Regions from separate parts of the Mus musculus genome. Here region 1 is linked to region 2. The links are chromatin contacts, called in public promoter capture Hi-C maps. All regions are on one chromosome and are shown on one strand. The core of a region is the stretch at or near the end of the contact, and the rest is flanking DNA. Distances in the headings are between cores, read along the strand shown. Region 1 holds the start of Snf8 (SNF8, ESCRT-II complex subunit, homolog (S. cerevisiae)). Region 2 holds the start of Ppp1r9b (protein phosphatase 1, regulatory subunit 9B).

The links. Capture Hi-C pulls out chosen DNA fragments and counts their contacts.
Region 1: a contact with region 2 is called in a promoter capture Hi-C map of liver, with 4 times the contacts expected there. The contact joins the promoter of Snf8 here to the promoter of Ppp1r9b in region 2. A contact is called at or near these places in 1 of 115 datasets of contacts at active chromatin or transcription factors (large pre-B cells) and 1 of 9 other capture datasets (liver).

What each region holds. Positions count from the first base shown.
Region 1 is chr11:96,030,390-96,036,851 of GRCm38.p6, forward strand. Snf8 (SNF8, ESCRT-II complex subunit, homolog (S. cerevisiae)) reads left to right here and starts at 4,496. Exons shown (of 8, transcript NM_033568.3): 1 at 4,496-4,678; 2 at 4,930-4,980. The coding sequence starts at 4,625. It overlaps Gip (gastric inhibitory polypeptide), which reads left to right. Exons shown (of 6, transcript NM_008119.2): 6 at 318-439. The coding sequence ends at 327. It overlaps Gm24949 (a small nucleolar RNA gene), which reads left to right and starts at 2,289; the gene lies at 2,289-2,503.
Region 2 is chr11:94,987,685-94,994,866 of GRCm38.p6, forward strand. It overlaps Ppp1r9b (protein phosphatase 1, regulatory subunit 9B), which reads left to right and starts at 3,528. Exons shown (of 10, transcript NM_172261.3): 1 at 3,528-5,234. The coding sequence starts at 3,864.

The DNA.
Region 1 (6,462 bases), core at 3,246-5,745, 1.0 Mb after region 2:
AGGCATGTGCACACACACACACAGACACAGACACATGTGTATACATACATGCATATGATGTACACACACAGATACAGATACACAGATAGATAGACAAGAGAACATGATCAAGCCAGTTCAGAGGACAAATCCCTGTCAGAAGGTGGGGGTGCTGTCTTGGTACTTTTGTGAAAGATTTTGACTACTAATCAATCACCGAGAAAGGTCATTTACAGATAGGAGTGGTTTGTCTATGCCTGGACAGCAGGATAAATTTGCTGTGCTGACTCCAAGTTGGTAACTCCCTCCCTCTTTTTTCTTGTCTCCCCTTCTTCCAGGTCTCAGTGACTGACCTAGCCCAGAGCAGGACTGGACTCTGACCTTAGCTTGCTTGGCTCCTGCTTCCGCCCTGGTCCAAAGTCTCTGAGAGAACCAAACCAATAAAGCCTTAAGCTGAAGTAAACCTTGGTGTCCATGGTGAAAACTCATTCAAATGTCAGCTGAGCACTCGCAGGGCATAGCCATGTGTATCTTGGGTGTGTCCATGCCTCCCAAGGAAAAGGGACACATCAACTTATTCCTCTATGCCTCCTACAACCATACTAGAAACGACATAGACAAGAGGGATTCTGACTAACTCACTGTATACAACAATGAAGCACACAGACACAATGGCAGCCCTGATTGCTAACAAAGTCACCAGCCTGTAATAACAGTGCTGAGGAAGGGAAGGCAGGAGGATCAGGAGTTCAAGGACAGACTTGGCTACATGAAACTGTCCTCATGTCTCAAAAGCAAGCAAATAAACCCAATAGGAGAAGGTTCTTCGACTACATGGGCCTTTCAAGTTGCTGGAACAACTTGTGCCAGCAAGCCTTGATCTTTAAACACACGAACACACTACTAATCACAGCACGCTGAGTCACATGGAGAAAGACAGAAAAGTCTTTTCTAGATGGAATGGAGTAAGAACATGTCATTTAAGCGGAGACTGGGAGGACAAAACTGTAAATAAGTGGGTTGGAGAGACCTCTCAGTGGTAAGACTGAGAGGACCAGAGTTCAGTCCCAGAACCCTCATCCAGTGCCTCACAATGGCCTCTAACTCTTGCTCCAGAAGACACAACATCCATTCCTGGCCAAAGAGGGCACACACACAAACTTGTGTATATCCACACAGACACACACATTTTACATCAATTAGAAAGCTACGTGTGCCAGATGTGGTGGCGCACACCTTTAATCCCAGCTCTTGGGAGGCAGAGGTAGGCAGATTTTTGAGTTAGAGGCCAGCCTGCTCTACATAATGAGTTCCAGGACAACCAGGGCTATACAGAGAAACCCTGTTCACGAAAAACAAACAAACAAACAAACACACACACAAAAACAAAAAACAAAAAGAAAAAAGACTATGTTGGGCTGGAGAGATGGCTTGGCTTAGGAACACTGGCTGCTCTTCCAGAGGTCCTCAGCTCTACTCCCAGCAACCACATGGTGGCTCACAACCAAAGCCAAACCATCTATAATGGGATCTGATGCCCTCTTCTGGTGCAGCTGGAGGCAGGTTTAGTGTGTGTGTGCATGTGCACACAACACACAACCAAAACTATGTCAATAAACAAGAAGATGAGCAACAGGAAATACAGCATGAGAGTGAGTGAGGAGGCAGAACCAAAGCCTTAAAGGATGGTAGGGTTAGACGAGGCATGAAGATTGCTGAGAGTTTGAGCAAGCTGGACTATATAGTTGGAGTTAGGATGATGTAGTGGAACTTGTCTCAAAATAAAACAAAATAAAATAAAATAAAGATGAAGGGCATGGCAGCCCACATCTTTAATCCCAGCACTCTGGAGCCAGAGGCAGGTGGATGTCTTTGAGTCTGAAAGCCAGCCTGATTCATGATAGTGAGTTCAAGGCAAGCAAGGGCTACACAGTTAGACTTTGTCTAAAAAGAAAGGAAGGAAGAAAGGAAGGAAGAAACCTGGAGTGATGCATGGCTTTTCTTTTTATTTATTTAAATTAATTAATTAATTAATTTTTTGAGGCAGGGTTTTGTGTGTGTGTGTATCCCTGGCTGTCCAGGACTTGCTTTGTAGACCAGGCTGGCCTTGAACCATAGAGATTTGCCACCTGCCTGTCTCTGCCTCCCAAGAGCTGGGAGTAAAGGCATGGGTCACTACTGCCTGGCATGGTGCATGACTTTAAACCCAGCACCAGAGGCAAGTGGATCTCTGAGTTCAAAGCCAGCCTAGTTTATAAACTGTGTTCCAGGACTATAGAGAAACTCTGTCTTTAAAAAACAACAAAAGGAAGACTATACTTTCAGGGATCATTTCTATAGTTCGTTACTAGAGAAGTTTCTCTGACTGTGTAGAGCACCTGAAACCACGAGGACGAGACGTAGCATCCCCTACTGAGCGTGAAGCCGGCTCTAGGTGCTGCTTGATTGCAGCTGCCTCTTGCCATTGATGATCATTCTTCTCTCCTTCGGGAGGGTGAGAGGGAGGGAACGCAGTCTGAGTGGATTTGGTTTATTAAAAAAAAAGAAAAGAAAGAAAAAGAAAAAAGAAAACAAAAAACCAAAAGGGCTAGAGAGACAGCTCAGCAGTTAACAGCACTGGCTGTTCTTCTGAAGGTCATGAGTTCAAGTCCTAGTAGCCACATGGTGGTTCACACCCATCTGTAATTGGACCTAAGGCCCTCTTCTAGTGTGTCTGAAGACAGTGATGGTGACAGTATACTCACATATACATAAAATAAATAAATCTTTTTTAAAAAATCCTCCCAGTAGAACTGCTGGATCACATGGCAAATATAGTTAAACAACAACAACAAAAGGAAATTTGAAATAAAATTTATATCATATATCTTATATTATATATCATATGTATATTTATGGGGTGGGGTGGCTGGAGGGATGGCTTAGTGGTAAAGAGCACTGACTGTTTTTGCAAAGGATCTGGGGTTCAATTCCCAGCATGGACAAGACACTTTACAACTGTTTATATATCTGGTCCCAAGAGATCTGATGCCCTCTTCTGGCATCTAAGAGCACTGCATACAAGTGATGTACATCCACACTGACAAAACATACATAAAAATACAATTTAAAAACATTTACATTTTTTTTAAGACTTCTGAATTTCTTTTTTTTTTCCTTTTCCTTTTTCTTTTTTTTTTCTGAGACAGGGTTTCTCTGGGATTAAAGGTGTGTGCCACCACCGCCCGGCTTCTTCTTTTTTTTTTTTTTTTTTTTTTCGAGACAGGGTTTCTCTGTGTAGACCTGGCTGTCCTGGAACTCACTCTGTAGACCAGACTGGCCTCGAACTCAGAAATCAGCCTGCCTCTGCCTTCCAAGTGCTGAGATTAAAGGCATTTGCCGACACTGCCCGGCATAAATAAATCTTAAAAAAAAAAAAAGAAGGCAAAGGAAAAGTTTGGATTTACATTTGTGGCATCTTGAATATCTGATGAGAGTGTCAAAGTCTCAAACAGAGTTACATGTTTTCCTCCCTTCGTTTGTGTAATGTATTTCCTCCTAGCCAGCCACTGTAAAAGACTGTCTATAAACATCGTTTTTAATCATAACGATTGTATTTAAAACCTCACCACTAGCTCTTACTAGGCACAACACTGCCTGTGTTAGGGAGAAATTTAGAAGTTCATGCAGTAAGCCTGTCTGCTAGGTGGAATAAACAAACCCTGACTTGATCAAACTTACCTATTGAATTCCTCTGCAGAAATTCTTGAGTTGGGTTAAGATTTTACAGCTAAGGGCCAGGTATGGTGGCTCAAGATGGGGAAGATCTCTGAATTCAAGGCCAGTGTGGTCTACAGAGCAAGTGAATTCTAGGACTGCCAAGGCTACATTGAGAAACTCTGTCTCCCCCTAGCCCACTCCGCCCCCTCCAAAAAACCCAAATTTGAGTCAGACTGTCTGACTCATAGCTAGTCCTATTTCATGACGTTAAGTAATTTAAGGCAGATTCCCGAATCCCTTGTGAAATACAATACCAACTCACGAACTTGAGGGTTTTGAACAAGTATAGAACAAGGCAAGTTGTGCAGTGCGTGGCACAAAACTATCAGATGCTGCCGCCTTTTTTTTTTTGTTAATCTAAGGTTTCGTTTTATTCTCGGTTTTTGCTCAAGGTAGCACCCATGAGTTTGGTGGCTCATGCATTTAATCCCAACATTTGGAGGTAAAGGCAGGAGAACTCTGAATTCGAAGTGAGCTTGGCTTGCATAGTTCCAGACCAACCAACCATGGTTATGGAGAGACCCTTGCTAAAAAAAAAAAAAAAATGGCACCTTCCATGGCCAACACAGCTCTTGGTCATGTCCCTGAAGCATCTGTCGCTCTCCAGGAGCCCACCTTGGTAGGATGCATGGGGAATTAAAATAGGACATGGGGTTAGCGTTTGCGATGTCGTCTGGACTTCCTGGAAATTGGCCCCCAGCTAGGGCGGGGACTGGGGCCCTTGCAAGAAACTCCTCGACTCCGCGGCAGGAAGTGAATATCGAGACTTCCGGCGCGCTCAAATGACGCACGGCACCCGGCTTCCGTGTTGGGAGCTGGCGACAGAACCTGGGACGCGGAGAGCTGGGGTCGGGGCTGCGGGGCGGCCCGCGGGCCCGGGGTGGGGATGCACCGGCGCGGGGTGGGAGCTGGCGCCATTGCCAAGAAGAAACTCGCAGAGGTGAGCGCGAAAGAAGCCGGGATGGAGCCTGCTCTGCCCTCGAGACACTGAATTCTCCCGGAATGGAGTTCTAGTCCCCTAAATCTGTAGAAGACAGGTTTCTCCGGAGCCCAGGGAGGAGTGATTGGAGTGTCAGGAGGCTGCTGGTTAAGTCACTGCATAAGACATATCTTTAATACTAAGGCAGTGGCAGCGCAATGGGAGCCTTGGCGATCACTGTCACAACTCATGCCGGTCTTTTTGTCTGACAGGCCAAGTATAAGGAGCGAGGGACTGTCCTGGCTGAGGACCAGCTGGCCCAGGTGAGTGACTGAAAGGCTTCAGACAGGAAGGGAGATGGACCAGGGCTGGCCAATATACCTTTGGTATAGATCGTCTCCACTGAACTAAAAATAGGATGTCAGGCAAATCCAGATTTAGGGAGAATGGCTAGTAATACTAGCTAAGATTTTTGACTGATTAGACTTGTGCGTTTCCCCTTTTTATTTTATTTGGTTATTGTCTCTTTTTGTTTTTTTTAAAGATGGTGTCTCACTTTGCTGCTAAGGCTGGGCTCCCAGCCTGTCCAGCCTCAGTCTGATCAGAGCAAATGCCACCCTTCCCAACCTTATGGTCATGTTCAATCCTCATTACAATTCCATGTCAACCTAGATTTAAAAAGTTCATCCAGTGATCTGGGAATGTACCTCAGCGTTAGAGCGTTTGCCTGACATGCACAAGTGCTGGAAGCCGTGCTCAACACAGCAAAAATTTAAACTTTCTTTAAAAACCAAAATGATAATTTTTCCTCAGAGTACTGACATTTCGCCAGGCAGAGGTGGCACACGCCTTTAATCCCAGGACTCGGGAAGGCAGGGACAGATGGATCTCTGAGTTGGAGGCCAGCCTGGTCTACAGAGGGAATTCCAGGATAGCCATGGCTATAAAGAGTCACCGTGCTGTCTTGAAAAACAAAACAAAAACGAATGCTGATATCTATCTATTTATTTTTAAAAGATTTATTTATTTAATATATGTGAGTACATTGTTGCTGTATTCAGACACACGAGAAGAAGGCACCAAGATGACATTACAGATGGTTGTGAGCCACCACGTGGTGCGGGAATTGAACTCAGGACCTCTGGAAGAGCAGCCAGTGCTCTTACCCGCTGAGCCATCTCTCCAGCCCACTGATATTTATTTACTAATAACATTGCAGTTGCATTAGGAAAGCATAAGCCAATGGGATTCACCGGCATGTCCAAAGAAGTTGAGACAGAAAGTAAAATTATTAATATTATGAGAGATACTTTGAAATGATAATCTTTAGGCATAATGATTAATAGTAAGAATGGTGGTGTGCAAGGTTGAACAGTCTGCTGGACAGATGCCTTTTTTTTTTTTTTTTTTGGAAATTTTGCTTTATTTGTTTTGTTGAGACCGGGTCTATGCACTCCTGGCAGCCCTGGAACTCACAATGTAGACCAGGTTGGCCTGGAACTCACAGAGATCCTCCTGCCTCTGCCTACCAAATGTTAGGATAAAGCCATTTGGCACCATGTCTGGCCTCTTTCTTTTCTTGCTTGTTTTTCGAGAGGCTCTTACTGCCTCTCATTGCTTGGGACTAGCAGAGTTGAACAGGGTGGCCTTTCAGTAGGCCATTCACTTGCCTCTGCCTCCCCGTGGTGGGATGAAAGGACCATGCATGCATCCTTTATTACGGTGCTTTGTAGCAAACTCAGGGCCTGGCACATGCAGTGGATGTGTCCCATCCCCAACTGTACCCCAGCTTACGGCTTTTATTT
Region 2 (7,182 bases), core at 2,278-4,777:
TGGGTACACAAGCATAGCTTCACCGTGGATCCCAGAACTAGCTCAAGGCCCTAGGCAACAAAGGGGAAGAACTGGGGTGAACATTATTGAGGAGCCATAGAACAGCCAGAGGGCAGGATCTAGATCAGAGTCTTCACAGTGGCCAGGAAACAAACAAACAAACAAACAAAAACTGCTTTCAGAAGTTCTCTCAAAGGCCCAGGGCTGGGAAGAGCAGTCAGCCTTGGCACCCAGCCCATGCCTGAGCCCAGGGTGCTGAAGGCTGGGACTTATCGCACATCAGACTCTCTCCACCCATCTTCATCAGCATCTTTGCTGTTACACCTGCCATTTAAAGCAGGCAAGCCTCCAGGCATGTCATCAAAGAGCGCCTTCTGAGAGGGGCCATCCTGAGAAACAAGGGCGTTCAGGCCGGGAGAGGGCGGATAATCATTGCCTGTTGCAGTTTCTATTTCTTAGCCATTGCCCGGGAGACTTCTCCTTCCTCTACACAGGGTCATACGTTTCTGGGCTGCTGGCACCTCTCGCAGGCCTCAGTTTATCCCCTGGAAGCACTGAGGAGATACACGACTTCTGCCAGGTCACCCAGATAATAAGTGGTATAGCCAAGATCCTGGCCCGACTTTGGGGACCACTCCCCTCTCCTCTCTATACGGGACAAAGGAATGGCAGAAAGTTCCATCCCAAGACCACCAGGTACATTGGCGATGGCATCAACAGATTTCCTCTACCTGGGCCCCCGGGGAAACCAGAAGGTTCAAATTATCCTGAGATGCTAAACAGTCAAGAATCAGTGAACTTACAGCCCGAGGAATGAAAGTTTACCTCAGACAGGCAGGGACAGGATGGAGGTGACACCCCGTGCCCCACCCATCTCTTAGGCAGATTGGGTCGTGCCTGATTCCAAGGAAAGAGTGATGGTTAAAGCGGTTACCACTCAGCTCCCTTAAACGCTTCTTCAGAAGTTCCGGCTTGGGTGCTGCTCAGCTCCATCTAGGAGCCCAGGAAAAAATAATCTCCACTCATTAGCGGCAGCCACCCAAGCTCCACACTCACCGTACTTTCTCACATCCCAAAGCCCTTAAAGGAGTTTTACTCTGAGAAATCACTGAACAAGGGAGACCTGAGGGTACCTTTAAATCCAGTCCATCCTAAATTTCTGCCAAGGGTGTTGGGAAAGGGACTAACAGCTGGTTCCCAACCCCTCCTCCCACCTGGCCAGGAGTGTGGGTACAGACCCCTTGGGCTGGGGCCAGTGAAAAATGACTCACCACAAAGGGTGTGGGAGATTCTGGGCAGAACACCCAGGGCCCTGGGCCCTCCACCAAGTCCACAGAGGAACTCTAAGAACACTGCTCAGATTCCCAACTGGCAATGGGGTGAGCAGAAGGGCATCGCCCAACCACTGCAGAGGGAGCTGGGGATGTAAAACAGTTGCTAAAATGCTTGCTGAGCAAGAAGGAAGCCCTCGGTTGGAGTAACTGCTCAAGCCTGTAATTCCAGCACTCAGGAGGTGGCGGCAGTTGGATCAGAAAAGTTCAAGGTCATCCTTGACTAAGTATTTAGTTCGAAGCCAGCACAGGATACTGCAGGCCCTTTCTCAAAAAACAAGCCACTGACTGCCGTAGCCGGGTTAGGGTGAAGGGCTCAAGCCCCAGACTTGAATTTGAGAACATGTCCTAAAGCTTGTTCATGAAAGATGGGTCAGGAGGGGAGACGGAACCTGGATGGCTTCTTTACCCTGCACAGATCCCCAAACGCAGAACTGGGGAGGGGTAAGTCTCCTGCCCACTGTGCAAAAATGCAGGGGGCATCCGAAAGCCTGAGATTTGGGTTCATCTCCGGCTCCAGATGAGAGCCAAAAAATCTTCCCTCTCCTGGCACACTACTCTAGGGAGCCAGTCCAGTGGTTCTTGGCTCCTCCCCATCCCAATCTTCAGGGTTCCCAGGCGGTTTCCCCACGTCCCATCCCCCCCATGCACAGAGCTCTTTCGCACGTGCCATGGGTTAGTGTCCCACAAAACCCACACACGGAGAACGGAAGGGTAGAGGGTTCCCTCTATGAGCTGGGCCAGGCCAACCGGAGAGAGTGAGAAAACGGGAAGAGGAGGAAGAGGATGGAGGGGAAGAGGGCGGGGGAGGAGGCAGAGGCCGCAGGAAGGCCTGAGATGCAGGAAGCAGCTGGGGAGAGGGGGGAGGCTTTGTGCCTGAGTTGTTTTCTGGGTCCTAGTGTCCACCCTGTTCAGTTCCTGGGAATCTACCAACGACTGGAGGAGCTACACATCTAGACCTGACTGAATATTGGACGGATCCTCACTGCTAGATTGGGGAAGGATAACGGGCATAACAAGGCCCCTTGTTGTGTATGTGAGGAATGAAGGAGCTCTAAAGAAGCTGAGTTTTCAAGGTGGGATTTGTAGGGTACACACACACACAAACACGCTTGCACACAAGTGACCAGAATCCTCTAAGTCTGAGACCCAACGTAGAACTCTCAATAGGGAAACTTTAGCCCTGGGACTCTAGAATCATTCCTTCCAACCTCCCCCAACACCTTACAAACCTTCCTGTTTCAGAGATCTTTTCTGGCAGGTTATGAAGGCCAGGATTCTATACCTCTCCCCAAAGGGGTAGGTGAACAACGTCATTTTAAGACTTCCCAAGGCAAAAAAGCATCTTTGGTAATCTCCTGCCATATGGGTGATGTAACCCCCAACCCTGTCCCTTTCTTCATTTCTCCTCCGGACAGAGCACCACAAAGATTGCTGGGCCCAAGTTTTACATTCTGAAAGATGAAAAAAAAAAAATTCCTATGGGGAATTGTTAAAATGAAGAATCCCAGGTTCCGCCTCTGAGATTCCCCTTCACCTTTGGGAAGGAGCTAGAAATTATGTACTTTGATCTAGCACCCAAAAGTTTTGTTGCTGGTACCCCTGAACACTCTAAGGACCTTTAGAGAAATGATTAAGGGCCCTCCCCACAGAACCCCTTCACTTTGTGGGAGGAGAAGGCCAGTTCCTGCTGTGGCTGGATGGCTCCCCGCCCCCAGGGTTAAATGAGGGGACGCCTAAGTGGATTGTGAAAAGCCGAGTTTGGGATGGGAGGGCTGAAGAAGAATAGCCAAGGTCGGTGAAGCTGCGGAAGGCTGTCCGCCAACTATGAGTAGGAGAGACCAGGCGACAGGGTGGAAGGGAAGGGGAGGGCTCACAGGCTCCGGCCCCGGAAATCCGATCCCTTTAGGACCCAGTGGTACCAGTCCCCCAGCGGCGGCGGCGAGAAGGGCAGCCGCTCGGTCTCCGGCAGCCGCGGTTCGGGCAGAGCTAGAGAAAGACCGAGGCTCGGGGCGCGGGGGGGAGGGAGGGAGGGAGGGAGGCGCGGCGGAGCGGCCCGGGTCAGCGGAGCAGCCACGGGCGCGGGGATGCCGGGCACCCCGAGAGCCAAGGCCCCCGGCCGGAGTAGGGGGCGCCTGCGCCGCCAGCGCCGCTGACACCGCCTCGGAGGATGTGAGCCGGTGCCGTGGCCGCTGCTTCGCGGGCTGGGCGCGCGGTCCCAGCAGCTCCAGCCAGCCTCCGCTTCTTCAATTTGGGTGGGGGCGACCGCACCAGGCCGCTAGAGCTTTCGAAGGGGGCTGGCTGTCTTTGGCAGCTTGGTTGGGGGAGGCGACCCACACAGGGCGCTCGGAGATTTTTTTTTTTTAAAGCAGGGTTAACTGTTTTTTGGCAGCTTGGTTTCTGGGGGACTCTATAGAAGGCCTTTCGGGATTTCTTTCTTTGGGGGGAGGGGGCGGTGGTCCCGACTTGGCCAGCCGCCTGCTGGAGGGGGGCAGCGGGGAGCAGGGGGATGCGAACCCGGCTCCCCCAACCATGATGAAGACGGAGCCTCGGGGGCCCGGGGGTCCCCTCCGGAGCGCCTCCCCGCACCGCAGCGCCTACGAAGCGGGCATCCAGGCACTAAAGCCTCCCGATGCACCCGGGCCCGACGAGGCACCCAAGGCGGCCCACCATAAGAAATATGGCTCCAACGTCCACCGCATCAAAAGTATGTTCCTGCAGATGGGCACCACCGCGGGGCCGCCGGGTGAGGCAGGCGGAGGCGCAGGCATGGCCGAGGCCCCACGGGCGTCCGATCGCGGGGTGCGCCTGTCCCTGCCGCGGGCCAGCAGCCTGAACGAGAACGTAGACCACAGTGCCCTGCTCAAGCTGGGCACCAGTGTGTCGGAGCGCGTGAGCCGCTTCGACTCCAAGCCCGCGCCCTCGGCGCAGCCCGCTCCTCCGCCGCACCCGCCGTCCCGGCTGCAGGAGACGCGGAAGCTGTTCGAACGGAGCGTCCCCGCGGCCTCGGGTGGCGACAAGGAGGCCGTGGCGCGGCGGCTGCTGAGGCAGGAGCGCGCCGGCCTGCAGGACCGGAAGCTGGACGTCGTGGTGCGCTTTAACGGCAGCACCGAGGCGCTGGACAAGCTGGATGCTGACGCCGTGTCGCCGACGGTCAGCCAGCTCAGTGCGGTCTTCGAGAAAGCCGACTCGAGGACCGGCCTTCACCGTGCACCCGGCCCCCCTCGGGCAGCCGGGGCGCCCCAGGTCAACTCGAAGCTGGTCACTAAGCGGTCCCGGGTGTTCCAGCCACCGCCGCCGCCTCCCGCCCCGTCGGGGGATGGCGCGACCGAGAAGGAGCGTGGCCCCGGAGGGCAGCAGCCCCCACAGCACCGGGTGGCCCCTGCCCGACCTCCGCCTAAGCCGCGGGAGGTGCGCAAGATCAAGCCGGTGGAGGTTGAAGAAAGTGGGGAGTCTGAGGCCGAGTCGGCTCCCGGGGAAGTGATCCAGGCCGAGGTGACGGTCCATGCAGCCTTGGAGAATGGCAGCACCCCGGCCACCACAGCCAGCCCTGCACCCGAGGAACCCAAGGCCGAAGCGGTCCCCGAGGAGGAGGCGGCGGCGTCAGTGGCGACGCTAGAGAGGGGGGTGGACAATGGCCGGGCCCCGGACATGGCACCTGAGGAGGTGGATGAATCCAAGAAGGAGGACTTCTCGGAAGCGGACTTGGTGGATGTGAGCGCCTACAGTGGACTCGGGGAGGACTCTGGGGGCAGTGCCCTGGAGGAGGACGATGAAGAAGACGAAGAGGACGGGGAGCCCCCCTATGAGCCGGAGTCAGGGTGTGTGGAGATTCCCGGGCTCTCAGAGGAAGAGGACCCGGCCCCGAGCCGGAAGATCCATTTCAGCACCGCACCGATCCAAGTGAGTGACCCCCCTTGGGCCCCCCGAGCTGCCCTTGCCACGTGCGTGTGGTCGCTCCCGCCCAGACATCCGTGTTTGGCAGGCTGAGTCAGCCCCTGCCACCCAGCCGGGTTCCCAGAAGTTCCCACAATGAGGGAGGCGTGGGGGAACTTCCAGCTGTTTGTCAGAGTGGGAAGGTTTTCAGGTCTGTGATTGTGAAGGTAGCCTGCTGCGACCTGCCCTCAGGTTCCTAACCCCGCCCAGCATCCCTCCCTACTCCACGCCTACTCTGGGACACCTGCTCTCTCTTCCTCCCCCAGACATTCTTTCTTCCAGAAGCTGCCAGAGGCTGGGACTTGGCTGCCCTGAAGGGGTGTGGGACATGTCCTGGGGATACTGTTCCTACACATGTGCTGTCAGGAAGAGAAAGGTGGGGAGCTTAGGGACGCTTCCTGCTTCTGGATGTGTGAGGCTTGGCTCTGTCTGGGGTGACAGAGGGGAGCTAGGAACTTCCCCAAACAAAGATACAGTGGAAGGCTGACCCTCTTCCCTGCTAGTACTCCCACTCCCACTTTGCAGAAGTGAAAGAAGGAAGCAGTCTTCTAGGGTGAGCTGGACCAAGGCCATGTGACTGGGGCTGGGAGAAAGAACCCTACTCCTTAAGTCTGTGCTGGGCCAGCTTCCCATATCCAGGGTTGCATCCAGGAAAGGGGCATCTTATATGGTCCCTGAAGGAGCAGGCCCTACAGGAAGAGGGGGGTGAGTTTGGAAGTTCCCCTAAGGTGCCTGGGCAGGCTTTTCATGCCTATAGCCTTCCATATTCTCTATGGACTTTAAAAGAGGCTGGGGGCTTGCTTGTTCAGCCCCTCTCCCCCTTTCTCTAGCACCACTATTGAAGATTGGTTTGTGAACTGTGCCAGCCAGTGCTTTGAGATCCTCTGAGTAGTGGTGGTAGAGAAAAGATGTCCCCTGGGGAGAATTAAGCTCAGGAGACCACTCCCATTCCCCCCTGCCCTGTGAGCCCAGCTGGCACGTCCAGCTTGGATGGTCTTTTCTTCCCTACCCAAGCTCTATGGAGCCTAGCACCTGGCCTGTCCCTGGGGGAGCATACAGCACCAAGGACTTTCGTTGGCCTCGACCCTGCTCCTTCCTCCTTGCCCTCTGAAGCCAAACCCCATTGTGTTTGTTACTCCTGGACACCAAAGCTGCCCAAGTTTCTCTCACTCTCCACCTCCTCCTTTCCCCCCAGGCCAGTAGAGGTCCAGGAGGTTAAGGGTGGCCAGCCTTTCTTCCCTCCCTGCTCTGGGGTTTGGAAGACTCTTCCATGCCCTGTTCCCCTTGAAGGCAGTGGGATCCAGGAAGGAGTGGAGGCTGGTGGGAGGGTGTCAGAGGCAGTTGTCCAATCCCCATGGGGTTTGTGAGCAGCCCCATGCCCTCATGGAGAGAGAATGTGGTCTGGGCCTCTGTCTATATCTGACGCCTTACCCTGATTTTTTTGGTAAAAAATAGCACATGATTTGGAGCAGTGCTCCGGACTCCCTGGTGACTCTGGAGCAAGCCGGCCACTAGCGTGAAAGCCAGAGCAGTGCAGATGCCCCACGTGTCTGACTTTTGGCCTTACTGGGGCTTTTAGCCTCCTCAGCCTGGCTAGGGCCCCAGGCTTTTTCTCCTTTGCCACCTCCACACTAATTCTGAAGCCAGGGTTCTCCGCCCCTCCCTGACCCAGTTGTCACCGTTATGGAGGTCGGGGTATCTGCTCAGGGCAGAGGATATGATTCCAAACTGTCAGCCGAGGAGATAGCTGAACCCAGGGCCTTCTGATAGGAGGTGTGGTTTCTGGTGGTCCCTGGCCTCTGAGCCTGAGGCCTGCCTGGGATTCCCACGGGGGGCAGGATGCAAAAGGTGATCAGGTTGTGGACAGAAGCCAAGGCCCAGATCAGTTCCCCAGAGTGTTTTGGGAGACAGCGTG